Regions from separate parts of the Mus musculus genome. Here region 2 is linked to region 1. Evidence: chromatin contacts called from public promoter capture Hi-C data. All regions are on one chromosome and are shown on one strand. Each heading gives the region's core, a stretch centred on a gene start, on an enhancer-like site or on the middle of the called end of the contact. The rest is flanking DNA. Distances are from core to core; before and after follow the strand shown.

Evidence for each region. Promoter capture Hi-C pulls out the DNA fragments that hold promoters and counts their contacts.
Region 2: a contact with region 1 is called in a promoter capture Hi-C map of hippocampal neurons, with 2.3 times the contacts expected there. The contact joins the promoter of A2m here to the promoter of Slc6a13 in region 1. A contact is called at or near these places in 4 of 39 promoter capture datasets (embryonic stem cells, hippocampal neurons, maxillary cranial neural crest and 1 more).

What each region holds. Positions count from the first base shown.
Region 1 is chr6:121,296,174-121,302,708 of GRCm38.p6, forward strand. It overlaps Slc6a13 (solute carrier family 6 (neurotransmitter transporter, GABA), member 13), which reads left to right and starts at 4,115. Exons shown (of 15, transcript NM_144512.3): 1 at 4,115-4,156; 2 at 6,524-6,535. The coding sequence starts at 6,529.
Region 2 is chr6:121,632,993-121,639,527 of GRCm38.p6, forward strand. A2m (alpha-2-macroglobulin) reads left to right here and starts at 3,181. Exons shown (of 36, transcript NM_175628.3): 1 at 3,181-3,403; 2 at 5,284-5,467; 3 at 6,214-6,370; 4 at 6,523-6,535. The coding sequence starts at 3,297.

The DNA.
Region 1 (6,535 bases), core at 2,865-5,364:
CCATTCCCCTTTAACATCTTAGAGTTAAAGTGGTGGTGTGGTAGTTATAAATGATGTTCATTAGACCCACAGACCTGAGTTCAAATCCTAGCTGTCACCATTCACTAGTTATGTGATCTTGAGTGTGTCACTCAGTTCCTTGCCCCAATAAACCATCATTAACCATGCCTAGCTTGGCCCTAACAGTAATTCCTATGGAAAGGGATAAAGAGGGAAGCTCATGTCACATGACACAGTGCCCCGCATGTTGGAAGTACCCTATGAACAGTAGTAGTGACAATTCATGGTAGTAATATATTTTTCATAAATTTTGAGTCTTTGAGACCTTGTGTTGATAGAATTTAAGATAATCCTATCTGTAATCAGACACAACCCGTAGAAAAAACATGAAAAATTTTAGTGGTACCTGTGGGCTCTGTGTCTAATATCCCAGAATTTGTTTATTCCAGTCAAACACTGGGACTGCTATAGCCAAGGAGTGAAACTATCTTAGCTCACATCCCTTAAATTTTAAACTAGCCTAAGATTTAAAAGTTGTAAAAAAAAATAATCTTCATGCAATCTGTGGTCAGTTTCTGCTGATATAAGCATTATACAATTGTCAAAAATGGAAGATCAATATTGGTAAAGTGTTATTAAGCTAATGATCTCATTTAAATTACACTGATTTTTATGTTGATGAGCCTTTCTAGTCCAGATTCTACCTACACTCCAATTCAAGATCCCAGGATGCACTTAGCGTTTCTCTAGTCTCCTGTATCCTAAACTTGCCTATGTATCTTTTCTTATCCTCTGTGATCTGAACACTATATTAATTACTCATCTAGGCGCTGCAGCAAAATACAAAAGCGACCTGAGGAAAGGTTTATTTTTGACCCAGTTTGAGGAGACAGCCTGTCCTGTGGGAAGGTCAAGGCGGTGGGAGCTTGAGGCAGCTGACCGCATTGTATCTGCGCCTCAGAAGCAGAGGCAGGTGCGTGGAAGCGCTTGGTCTGTGTTCTCCTTTCCCTCCGCCCAGGACTCGAGCTTACAGGTAGGGTTGGTCCTCCCACCCCAGTGATCCAGTGATCTAAGCAGTTTCTCACAGGGATGTCCATAAAGAACAGTTGTTTGTTGTACGTCCTTTGCTTGGGGCTGTGTTCTGTTCTCTCAGGATCAAATAGGATGATTGGCAAGAGGAGCAGTGTATTGTGCCTGCATGACTGACTCTTCATACACACTTCAGGAAGTGAATGGTACCCGTGTGTTCTATGGCTGCGTGCTTCCTGGCCTTTCTACCATGAAGTTAACATCTTTCCCTTTGTAGTGTATAAATATCTGTGGGGAAGACACTTAGAAACTATGAAAATTCTGGTCTTCCTCCAACTTGTATTCACAGATCTAACTGGTGTTGTGGTTACTAAAGTTGTCTGTCCAATGGTGGGTTCCTATTTCTGTCTTTCCTTCTACATTTGCTAACTGGAATTCTGTCTTAGGGAAAAGGTGCATTTTTGTCCCCCATTCAGCTGCTTATTTATTATTTATATTACCACAGACACGAGTGAATTTTACTCTGTGGTCACAGTCTACCGTTGCCAGTATTTCTTTTACTTCTCAGATTGTCACCATCCCAGAGAGCTGTCATCAGGTATTGCTCGAGGAAACTTTCTTGCTCCTTTCTTGCCATTGGTGTCCTATTTGAGACGGGCTCAGGTTGCTCATTTGTGAGGCTCCCTCTGCCGAATCGCTGTCACTCAGAGGTGGAAACAGGTCATGCTTCTCTGAGGATTCTCCTGTCCCTGTTCTGTTCCTAGTGGAGACAGAAAATACCTGGGAGAACGTGTCACGACACACTGACATTTAAAGATACCCAGAGTTGACTTTGGGAGAACGTGTCATGACACACTGACATTTAAAGATACCCAGAGTTGACTTGGTGTCAGCCACTCCCCACACTTTCTCATGAGCTCATTTTGCTTCATCCGATTCTGCTTAATGTTCAGTTATTCTTGCTAGCAGTCCCTAGAGACTCCTCTAATCCTCCTGCTGAGTGAGAACTTGTAAACACTCGTTCTGACAGTGCCTGACCCAAGGGTTGGGAAAGCAACGGTTGTCCCGTGTGATTGATACGACCCTCCAGAACAGGCAGTCTGAAGACTGTCACTGACAGTTGTACCAATGGTTCCCAAACTACCTCTTCATCACTTGACTGAGCAGGGAAAAATATCAACCAGGACAGCCTAGAAATGAAAGGGCCCGGGGATCACAAGTGTTTGGAAAGATATAAAAGAGCAATCAAAGAGGCAGTGTAGCAGCCGTTATGTAAAAACTGAAGAATCAACATTCCCTCATGTCAGAGCAACTCCAGAGCAACAGAGGATGACACTAAGGATGCTCTGATCTCCGGGAGTGTTTCCCACAGAGAAAAACATCACATTATTGCATGTGTGAGGTCTCAGAGACCCAGGCAGCACTGCTGAAGGCTATGTGGTACCCAGACTTCTTAGGGCACCGATTTGGGTCTCCAGCTACCTGGTAATTAGAGAGTACAAATGTCACCATTTGTACTTAGTAGATCAGTTAGTAGGCTGCTAGTGCGTACCACTTGGCATAAGGCTAGGGAGTCAATCACATTGCTTTAGGCTTTTAGTACAAATTTGCAGCCTCTCTTTGAGAATCCTTTAATCTTTTTTCTTCACACCATAAGATGAGACAGATGGATGTTAGGAAGGAAGAAGAAAAGAGGCTTCCGAAACACAAGAATAATTTCCAGAGGCTGGAGAGGTGGCTCAGTGGTTAAGAACTCTAGTTGCCCTTCCAGAGGACCTGGGTTCGAGTCCTAGCACTCTCACTACGTGGGCCCACATCTGCTTGGAAGTCCAGCCTCAGGGGATCTGACACCCTCTCCTGCCCTCCAAGGGCACCCACATAGATATACACATACACAGACGTATACACATAAATAAAAGTAGAAGATACAATCTTTTTTATTAAAAAAAAAGTCTCCAAGAAGCTCATTCTGAATAATTCTTAAACAGCATCAGTAGCTATTCATGAACTGGCTACATTATCAGATCCACTCTCTCCTGAAATCTCCTGCAACTTTCCAAGGTGCGCAACACTGTCTTCATCTTATAGCTGCAAGAATGAGAGTTTCCAGAAGCTGTGTGCTCTGCTCAAAACTCCAAGCTCCCGAGTGACAGATGTGGTGCTTGGCCCCTGTGCTGCCTGGCACCAAAGCTTACACAGTGTCCCCCTGCACTGCCTCGCAGCAGGTGGTGAACCCAAGACTGCGCTCTAGTCTTGGGACTCACAGCTGAAGGAACAGCCGGCCACCTCCGAGGGTCATCCCTGCCTGGAAAGAAAGTCCTGTGACTAGCTGTCTGCCTCCCATTGCCAAATCTTCCCTGATGACTTTGCTTTAAACCTTGGCATTTCATTGATTGCAGCTAAAAAAAAAGTTCTCGAACATTGTCAAAGAATTCAAACAATACTGGAGCTTCAAAAGGAAGAGAAAAATCTCCTTAACTACCGTTTCCTAACCCAGCTCTGTTCTGAGTGCAACCACTATTAACTCAGAAACCTTTTCCAGACGTTTCAACATTGTGTGTGCACATACGTGCGTGTGTCTGTGTGCATGTTGGATATTTTACTGACTTCTCACAGTTCAGTAATCTAATGTGTGGTTATTGTTGTTTTCCTAAATCATTGTCCCTTCTAGAATGCCATTTGGAACCCGATAAGGTTGGTATACTTTTAAATTAATCCTAATAGCACCTCACCAAATAAGCACCTACTACTGACTGCTTCCCAGGAGTCCTTGAGTTGTGGGAAGACAGGGCAACTGGCTGATCTCTTTATGGAGATCCCAGAGTCAGGGGGAAGGGCAGACAAGCTGTGGCAAGACACATGCTGTAGTAGAATCACAAGCAACCGGCTGAACTGCCAGGGCGGACAGAGTCCCCAGGCCAGGGAATCACTCATGTGCGGATTGTCTGGTGGCCGAGGGGGAGGGGAGAACGTGGGAGGGGGAAGGCAGGAGGCGGAATGTGGGCCGGGTCAAGTTTAGGATTACATGCACCACAGGGCGGTCTCCAGCCACGCTTTAAATAGCCAGCCCCTTCCCTGGCCCCCTGGAGAATTCTCCGACAAGACCTCAGGCAGAAACTTCACCAAGGTTCGGAATATTCTCTGCTCTTTCTCTCTTTTTCCTGTTTCTGGGCCTCAGAATGTAGGTTGGTGGGATCCATGGATTTACAACCATGATGTCCTCTGGATGGTGTTCTTGGTTCGCTCCTGGGTGTGCAGGTGCAAGCATTTTCTGCTATTCTCTTGACATTCTGAAAGGGGTGGCTCATGACTTAAGGGTGACAGAGGAGGGGTCGAGAATTCTAGTTGGAGAGGAGAATGATTGAGTTTCAGGGTGAATATAGAATTCATCTCTCCACTCAAGCCTCACAGCTGAGTCTACGCCAATGTTCCCACTGTCACAGACCAGCAAACTAAGGCTGCGTTACTCATTAACCTCAGGGGTCAGGCAGGGTGCTAGGGACGGCTGTGGTCTGAACCCGGCATGCCTGAACCCGTGCTTTCTCCACTGCTCCTGAGAAGCACGGGGCTAAGAGGCAGAAGGTTACTGCTTGGTTGCTGGAAGGGGGATGAGGCCAAGTGGGATGGCTTTGCCTCACAGGAAGGCATCCCTGTGATGGTTAGGAAGCGAGGCCAGGATCAGCATGAGGCCGAGAAGATCAGGTCAGTCAGGTGAGAAACAACACCTTGACTTTCACCTTCTTGTCCACAGCGAATTTGGATCCCACTCCCCAGCTTGTCAAATAATCAGAGATGTCTTCTATTCCTGGCCCTTTGGGCTGACTTTTCTGGTCCCTAGGGTTGCAGATAGAACCTAAGGGAAGTCTCTGGCTTGGAGAGGTTTCTGGTGAGAAGGTTCCATACTCTGAACTTGTTTGGGGGTTCGGAGAAAGCCCACCTGCTTAGTTCTCTACAAAGAGGCCACTCTAAATCAACCACAGGGCCTGAGTTACACAGTCTGAGCACCCAGGAATCACCTTAAGTTTATGTTATAGATCAAGTCCTTGGAGAAGCTGGGCCATTAGACCTTGTCTCAAAACAAACAAACAAACAAACAAACAAACAAACACAAAAACTAAAACAAAGACCTAAACAAGAGGAGCCATTGCACAAAGCGAGGAAGGAGTCACTAACATTAAGTGTGTTGATAAACCAAGGCAGCGAACAAGAGCTCATTGGTAGAACCAAAAGAGCAGTAAGTGCAGAGTGACTTCAAGTCTCCATACGATTGACTACCTAGGTGGCAACAGTGACTTGACTTAACAGAGCAGCGGCTGCAGGTATTTTATGTACCATCATTTTCTCAACAATGACAGGGTTGGTGTAGGAATTAAATGACCATGTGTGCAATGCTTAGTCCAGGGTAGCTGCTCATTAAGTTTAAAACACATCCGAATTTATTCTCAGTCTCAGTCTCAGTCTAGGATAGGGTGTTTCTAAGGTAGGGCTTCCTTTTCACGCCATCATCTTGGTTGTAACAGATTTTGATACCACTAGTGACAAAGAGAGGAAGGGAGCAGGGGAGGGAGGGAAGAAGGGCGGAGGTGGGAGAGAGGGGGAAGGGAGAGGAGAGGAGGCTAGGGAGGGAGAGGGGGAGACGTTTTTTCCATGTATGCCGATTCACTAGGAAATGGAGGGAGAAGAATGAGTTCCTGGACAGCTCAGCTCTCCCAGTCCAGTTCCGGGTTCCATCCAACACCCCTCAGAAGACATTTCTTTGAACAAAACGGTGAAGATATAGATAAGGAAAACATCCCTATGATGCAGTCACTAGGAAAGAAACATCTTGGTGTATGTCCCAATCTTTCAATGCGTGTAGCTATTCTGTAAAGTGTCTGTCAAGCCTGATTATTCTGTTCATACTAATCTCACTTCCTATAGCACGAACACCCTTTGGTTTCAATATACATCTTCCTGTAACAATTTTAATGGTTGGATAGAAGCTCATAATACATCTACCATAACTTAGTCCCTCACCTTCCATTTTTAGCATATACTTTCCAATTTTTTTTTTGTTGCAATCAACATTTTTAATATCAGCTCTTTCCCCACGACCACAGTTAGTGTAGTTCCTGCAAGGGACATCCATGGTCTTGAGAATATGTCAACTGCCATCCTCTGGGTAGTCCCAGCCTATTACAGGATTGCACTGCTTTTTAATATGCCACAGTTGTGAGAAGCAAGTGGGAGGTGCAGACACCTGCATACTATGTGAATCCAGAGAGCATGCGTCAGGGGAGCATGCGTCCCCTTCTGTGCCAATGCTTTCTTTTAAGTGTGAAGGGAACAGGCAATCCTAGGAGCTCCTCCCCAGCTCTGCCAGTGGGGGGCGCTAAGGAGGAATGGTTCAGAGGATAGGGAAGGAGGTCACCCTTTTCCAGGGAATTTTCTGAAGGGAGGAGGTTGTTCCCTGTGGGCTTCCCACCAGTGACAGAGCACTGCACTTGTTTTCCAGGTGGGATGGAGA
Region 2 (6,535 bases), core at 1,931-4,430, 340 kb after region 1:
CTCTCTCTGAAGTGATTCCCCCCCCCACCCCCACACACACAGTTTAAATTCTTATCTGTGGCTGTGATAACATCCTTCTGAGAGCAATGTCGAGGTTCGAGGTTTAGGGTACATCATGTTGGGAAAGTCAAAGCCACAGGACCGTGAAGCACATGGACATATCACACCCACAGTTGCAACAGACTGTGAGTGTGAACTAAGCATGCAGGCCAGTGTTCAGGTTACTTCCTGCATTTTCACACTGTGTAAGGAATGGTGCCGCTTGAGACAGGTGGGCCTTCCAACATCAGAACCACAGCTATGGTAGCCAAGACACCCACAGCGATGTCCAGAGGCCCCATCTCCTAGGTTAGTCTAGATTCTGCCAAGTTGACAACTCACTGTTGACATCATGGCAGGTCAGCATTTCCTCTTACATTGCCTGCCCCTTTACATTGGCTGCTCCTGACCTCTTACATTGGCTGCTCCTTCCCCCTTATAGTGGGTGTTTCTCCCCCCTTACATTGGCTGCTCCTCCCCTTACATTGGCTGCTCCTCCCCTTACATTGGCTGCTCCTCCCCTTACATTGGCTGCTCCTTCCCCTTACATTGGCTGCTCCTTCCCCTTACATTAGCTGCTCCTCCCCTTACATTGGCTGCTCCTTCCCCTTTCATTGGCTGCTCCCACTCAGTGTTTATAGGCTGAATATTTTATTTACACGTGTTCTAGACTCTCTTGCTCTTTAGAAAACTTCCTTTTATTCTGCATCTTTGGCAGATATACACTCCCATTTTCTCCTTTTCAGATCAACTACAAAATTGTCTCAAGTTGTTCATGTTCCCTTGTGCCGGGATGAAGCTTTTGTTCCACTCAGTGCTCAGATCCCTATTCTAGACGAATAGTTGCCATTCTATAATTTAATTTCACAGTGGCATTGGACACAAACAGCCAGACGTTTGGCAGTGATGGCCTTCACTGTTAATCTTCACAATTTATGATGAGGGATCAAGTAAATTTTACTAACCTTTATCCATCCTGTTTAAGAAATCGTCCCTGGAAAGTGCTTGCTTTTAGCATGTAAAAAATAACTAAAAATGCTGCTACAGTTTGAACGAAGATGTTATAAAGTAAGTCCTTTGTTTTTTTTTTTTCATTTTTAATGCTATTGTTACTGATGTCTTGGTGTGAGTTCACAATCACACTGATCTAGTAACATGAATTTCTTGTTGGAATGATCCTTTTCTTGGGACTCAGAGACCCCTGAGCTCCCTCCATCCTAACTTTTGCTCTATCTGACTGCCTCTTCCTATCACTTAACAGATGTTCCTCATGCCCTTGCCCTGAGTGTTTGTTTTTTTTTCCCTCAGCATCTTGTGGTAGCATCTTCTGAGTACCACTATTCTTTCCTACAGCCTGTGCAAGCAGGTGAATCTAAGCACTTCACATATTCAGGCAACTTAACTTTAACCTACAAGAAATCCTGCCTGTTTTCAAGATTCTGTCCACAAAGAAACAACATAATCCCAATTTTGAGTTACGACCCAGGACATCGATAGCTGAATGTGGCCATGATTCACAGGAGCAGTGACACACAAAGTCAGGGTGCAGACTTCACTCCTAGAACACACTTACCAGGAACAGCGTACATGGATAGGTCACAAGCACGGTCTAAAACTGTGCGTTCTCTCGGCCCAGCCCTCTGTCCTTGCCTCTGCTCCTGCCTGTCTGTTTCTCGTCTTACTCAGTTACTGACCAGCTGGGAAATTAAAACAAACACGTTTTTATTCCCTATAATCTTCTCTCTCAAAGACGCTGCCACTCTGTAGCCCCCTTCCACGTCCACGGTGAATGTCCGGGTATCACCCGCTTGTCACCCACCCATTCTCCCGTCTTCTGGATTATTTCCTTTGTCACCTCTCTATATTTCAGTAAGATTGATCTCTTCAAGGATCAGATGTGAGCTTAAGTATTTTGCCAAAGATCTTCTCTGATTTAAAGCCAACTCCCTTGACCACCCTCCTAAATAGTTAAGCTTTTCCTTCAGGACAAAGAAATCTCATTTCCTTAAGAGCTTCATTACTACTGAATATGTGTGTCATTTTAAGGATTAGAATGCCCCTTGCTCATCTCCTTCTCTGTCTAACCACCACTCAGAACTCACAGCTTACTTTAGATTTCTGCTTCCTTCCGAGTTGTTTCCAGGAGCCCATAACAGGCTATGTGTCCCTCGCACCTGCCTTCGAGGAGACTTCAACTTCTCTAATGATAATGGTTGGTTACTGTACTCGCTTTTAAAAGCCGTCCTATCACCTGCCCTACGTCATAGAACTTTTACGGATTCTTACTTCTACTTATCTGACATTCTATCGCTAGGTTCTAGCCAAGGAGGATCAATAAATGGTTATAAATAACCAAGAAGCTGCAAGAACAAGTAGATGGATGCATGAATCAATGAAATTGCCTCCAGGACAATTCCAGAGACTAGAGAGGGGAGTGTTGCACAAAAGCATTTGTTGAGTGGATGGCAAAGGCAGCTGGGATCTTTGTTAGGCACAGTAAAGTGGGGTTTCTGATACTGGTTACTTTTCACCTTAAACTGGAATGAGTGTATGTGAAGGTTAAGGCCCATGCGGTGATATCCTGGGATTTAGAAATTCACTGTTTAGGGTAGACAGCAAGCCCAGGACCCTCCTATCTCCTGTTCTCCAGCACCTGGATTATAGGTAAGCATTAGGAAACTTACAAAACAGTCATTTCTCCTGGCCCTGATACTTCATTTTCAGTCAATCTAATGTATAACAATACCTCTAAAGTCAATACCTACTTCCTAGTTTGGTTCAAAATTCCTTTCATGGAAGGGAGCTAAACATGGGCTTTGCGTGAAAGACAGACAGACCTTCTGTGGCTCAGAACTTGCTGGCACACTTGAATTATTCAAACCTCTCCAGTACTGCTTAAGCTGCAGCCTGCTTGCCAACTCTCCAGACAGGAGCCCAGAGCATCAATAAGTGGCTGTGGGGGAGGAGAAGGCGATTATCAACTTTATTGTACAACGGAGAAAAAGTGAGCAGTAACAGGAAAGTGCTTAATCCTTCTGGGAATTCCGGCTAACGGGTCAGGAATTAACCTTGGCAGTAACTAGGCCATCAATGACCCCTTCAGAGAATGTTCAAAAAACCTCAGCTTTGTTCAGAGAACTCGTGTGGGTGGAACCCGCTGTTTGCATAAAGCCTAGCTGCTCCTCAGCACGTTCAGGACCAGATCTCTGGCGGGGAGCAGGGTGCAAGGCAGCCAGGTCTCCAGTCCTCTCTGCAGCATGGGGAAGCGCTGGCTCCCAAGCCTGGCCCTGCTGCCGCTGCCGCCACCGCTGCTGCTGCTGCTGTTGCTGCTGCTGCCCACAAATGCCTCAGCACCACAGAAACCGTGAGTCCACCGAACGCCAGAAACTTGAATTTAAGGCTTCTGTTTACTCGTTTCTTTCTTACAAAACCGTGACCTTCTTTCTCATCTCCTAGGTTCCTTAGAGCGCCGAGATTTGTACAAATCCTCCTCACTCATTATTCCTCCTCATCTCAGTTTTAATCATTTCTCTTTAGCTCTCTGGATTTCGGAATATCCAAACTCCCCGGTGACACACAGAACCTTTGTAGGTACTCTTGTCTTCAGGACCTCCTGTGGCTCTGCTGAGACTTTGCCCTTGCTTTTTCCTTTACATTCCTCAGGGCGTTTGATAAAACAAAGATTTTTTTCTTTTCAAAATCTCTAGGAATGATTTCAAAGGTTGATGTTGATGCTGAAAATGTAAACGACTTTTGTTACAGGAAAAAACAAAACAAAACAAAACAAAACAAAACAAAAAAACCCCCAACAACAACAACAACCCCAAAACCAAAAAAACTATTGTGCAAATCAGCTAGCGATGAAATCTGTGCTCCAAAGAAACGAACCAAGGAATGTAGAGAGACAGATAGACAGACAGAGCAGGTCATACAAGAAGATGTACAAGAAACAGTGACAAAGACATAGTTATTGGGAACTTTTTCTTAGGGCTTCTATTTACACATAAGACAAATGTTACTTGTTTAATGGGGAATATCCAGCTAAAGGTGAGAGCACCACGGTGGAAGAAGAGAGCACACAATTCTCAATATAAATGTATGAATCATGAATATATTTTTTAGTAAGTTATGTACTAGGACTTCTGAAAATAATCCAATCATAAGAAAACATTTAACACTTACAAATTTATGGTCACACATATAAAGGAAGAGTTACTGTTAAATTTATATACCCACAGGTAATATTTCATATTTATATTAATATTAACATATATATATAACACATATATGTTAATAAAAATGATAGTTGATCATGAGATATTTTTAAGCATAAGGAAATCATAGTATAAACTTCTGGATAGTAAGTGGCACAGAAATTAGAATTTTTGAGCATTACAAAAAGAACCTACACATTTTATTTATTTATTTATTTATTTATTTATTTATTATTTTATTGTGGTTGTCCATTTGTTTTGTGGTTGTTTGTTTTGAGACAGGATTTATGTTAATTATGTCTGACAGCATCCCCGTCTCGGCCTCCCAAGTCATGAGCCACATCTCTCAATATCTATTGTTAAGTAGGTGATACTACCTATAATATTTAAAATTCTATGGACTAGCTAAAATCCAACGTAAGTGAAATTAAGCCTTATTTTAGGCTATCAAGAGAGTTTACTGTTTAAAATTGTAATAAAAGTAGAAGTTAACTTGAGAGTACAGAAGAGTTGGGTGGCATCTAAAGACATTCTTGAGAGTTGCTGTTTGAAACTGGAGGGTTGGTCTTTAGTCATACATGATTGATAAATGGTCTGCTCTGTTCCTGAGTTTCCAGAGGCTGGATTACATTGAAATGGAGCTTTTCTCTACATTTGGGAAGGCAAACTCATATGATAGAAACATCCAGGTTGGGTAACCCACAAAGACTTAGTCGTCAGCAACCGCAACCGAGACTCTCAACTAGTGACTCTTTTTGTGAGGTTCAGCTTTCTTATTTGTCAAATAGAATCACATTCTTGATGTGGAAGTTTTGCAAGCTTGCTGAATACATGTGCATGTTTTCTTCCCCCACTGCCCCCTCAACAAAGATGATCACTGGTAGGTGGTGTGGTAGGGGATTCTTAGTTCATCCTCTGCCTTCTCCTCCCGAATAACTAAGGAGGATGATGGTGGCACTGTGATGGCACATAGAGATGCTCATAGCAACAACCCCTTCCCGCTCCTCTAACTGCCTTCCTCCTTCCTCAGAATCTACATGGTGATGGTTCCCTCCCTGCTCCACGCTGGCACCCCTGAGAAGGGCTGCCTCCTGTTCAACCACCTAAACGAGACAGTAACAGTGAAAGTATCCATGGAGTCTGTCCGTGGGAACCAAAGCCTCTTCACTGACCTTGTTGTTGACAAGGACTTATTCCACTGTGCCTCCTTCATCGTGAGTCAAGGGGTCGGGGGTGGGAGGGGTGTCAGTGAAGAATGTAACAATGGCAACCAAGCACAGGGATTACGGATCAACTCATCTGTTTCCAAGTACATATTATAAGCATATTGAGAATAAATCCAATGACCAAAGAAAAATTCTATTTGTCAAAACAACAACAACAAAACCAGCACACAGTAGAGAAAGGGAGAAATGTGACTTTTAACGTTAAAATTCCTTTTTAAAGTTCATAGAGAAAACTAGTTCAAGGTTAACCGTGAGTCACCACTGGTGGTAAACAGGCATACCTCAAAGTCTTTTAAGAGTAACAACTGTAGAAATTGCCCTGAGCGGGAGTCCAATCTATCTTTAGAGCTGGATGCATGGGAATCCTTGTAATCTAGTACTACCAAAATGCTTTCTTTTTCCATAGCGTTAAGACCCTGTAGCCCTGATAACACAGTGCCCTGTTAGTGTATAATTACCTGGTCAAATACAGTGTGTAAACGAGTCAAGACTGCACTGTGTTTTCTATATAAATCAAGATGAGATGTTTAGTCACAGCTCTTCTTATTAATGTATCTTATACTTGGGTCTTCCAATTTGTAAAATATAAGAATCCTTGCCAACTTCCCAGAAGAGAATGAAGGGAGCGATGAAACCAAGAAAAAGAATGAGATCTCCATAGAGATGCAGACCAGGGAGAGGAGAAAGAGGCTGCAGAGACTCTCCGGGTTTTCAGACTCTCTTCTGTAATTTAGGTCCCACAGTCTTCATCCAATGAGGTGATGTTTCTCACTGTCCAAGTAAAAGGACCAACTCATGAGTTCAGGAGGAGGAGCACGGTGCTGATCAAGACTAAAGAGAGCCTGGTCTTTGCTCAGACTGACAAGCCCATCTACAAACCAGGACAGATGGGTATGATGAGATTCACAATCAGGAGAGCATCAAAAAGGAAACTCCTCTCTCCCTGCCTGTCTCCCACAGCCCCTGTGATCTTTAATAGTTTTTATTGCCCGCCGATAGGATTGGTCAAGAGCTAGGGCTCATCAAAAATATTTCTATTTCAGTGAGATTTCGTGT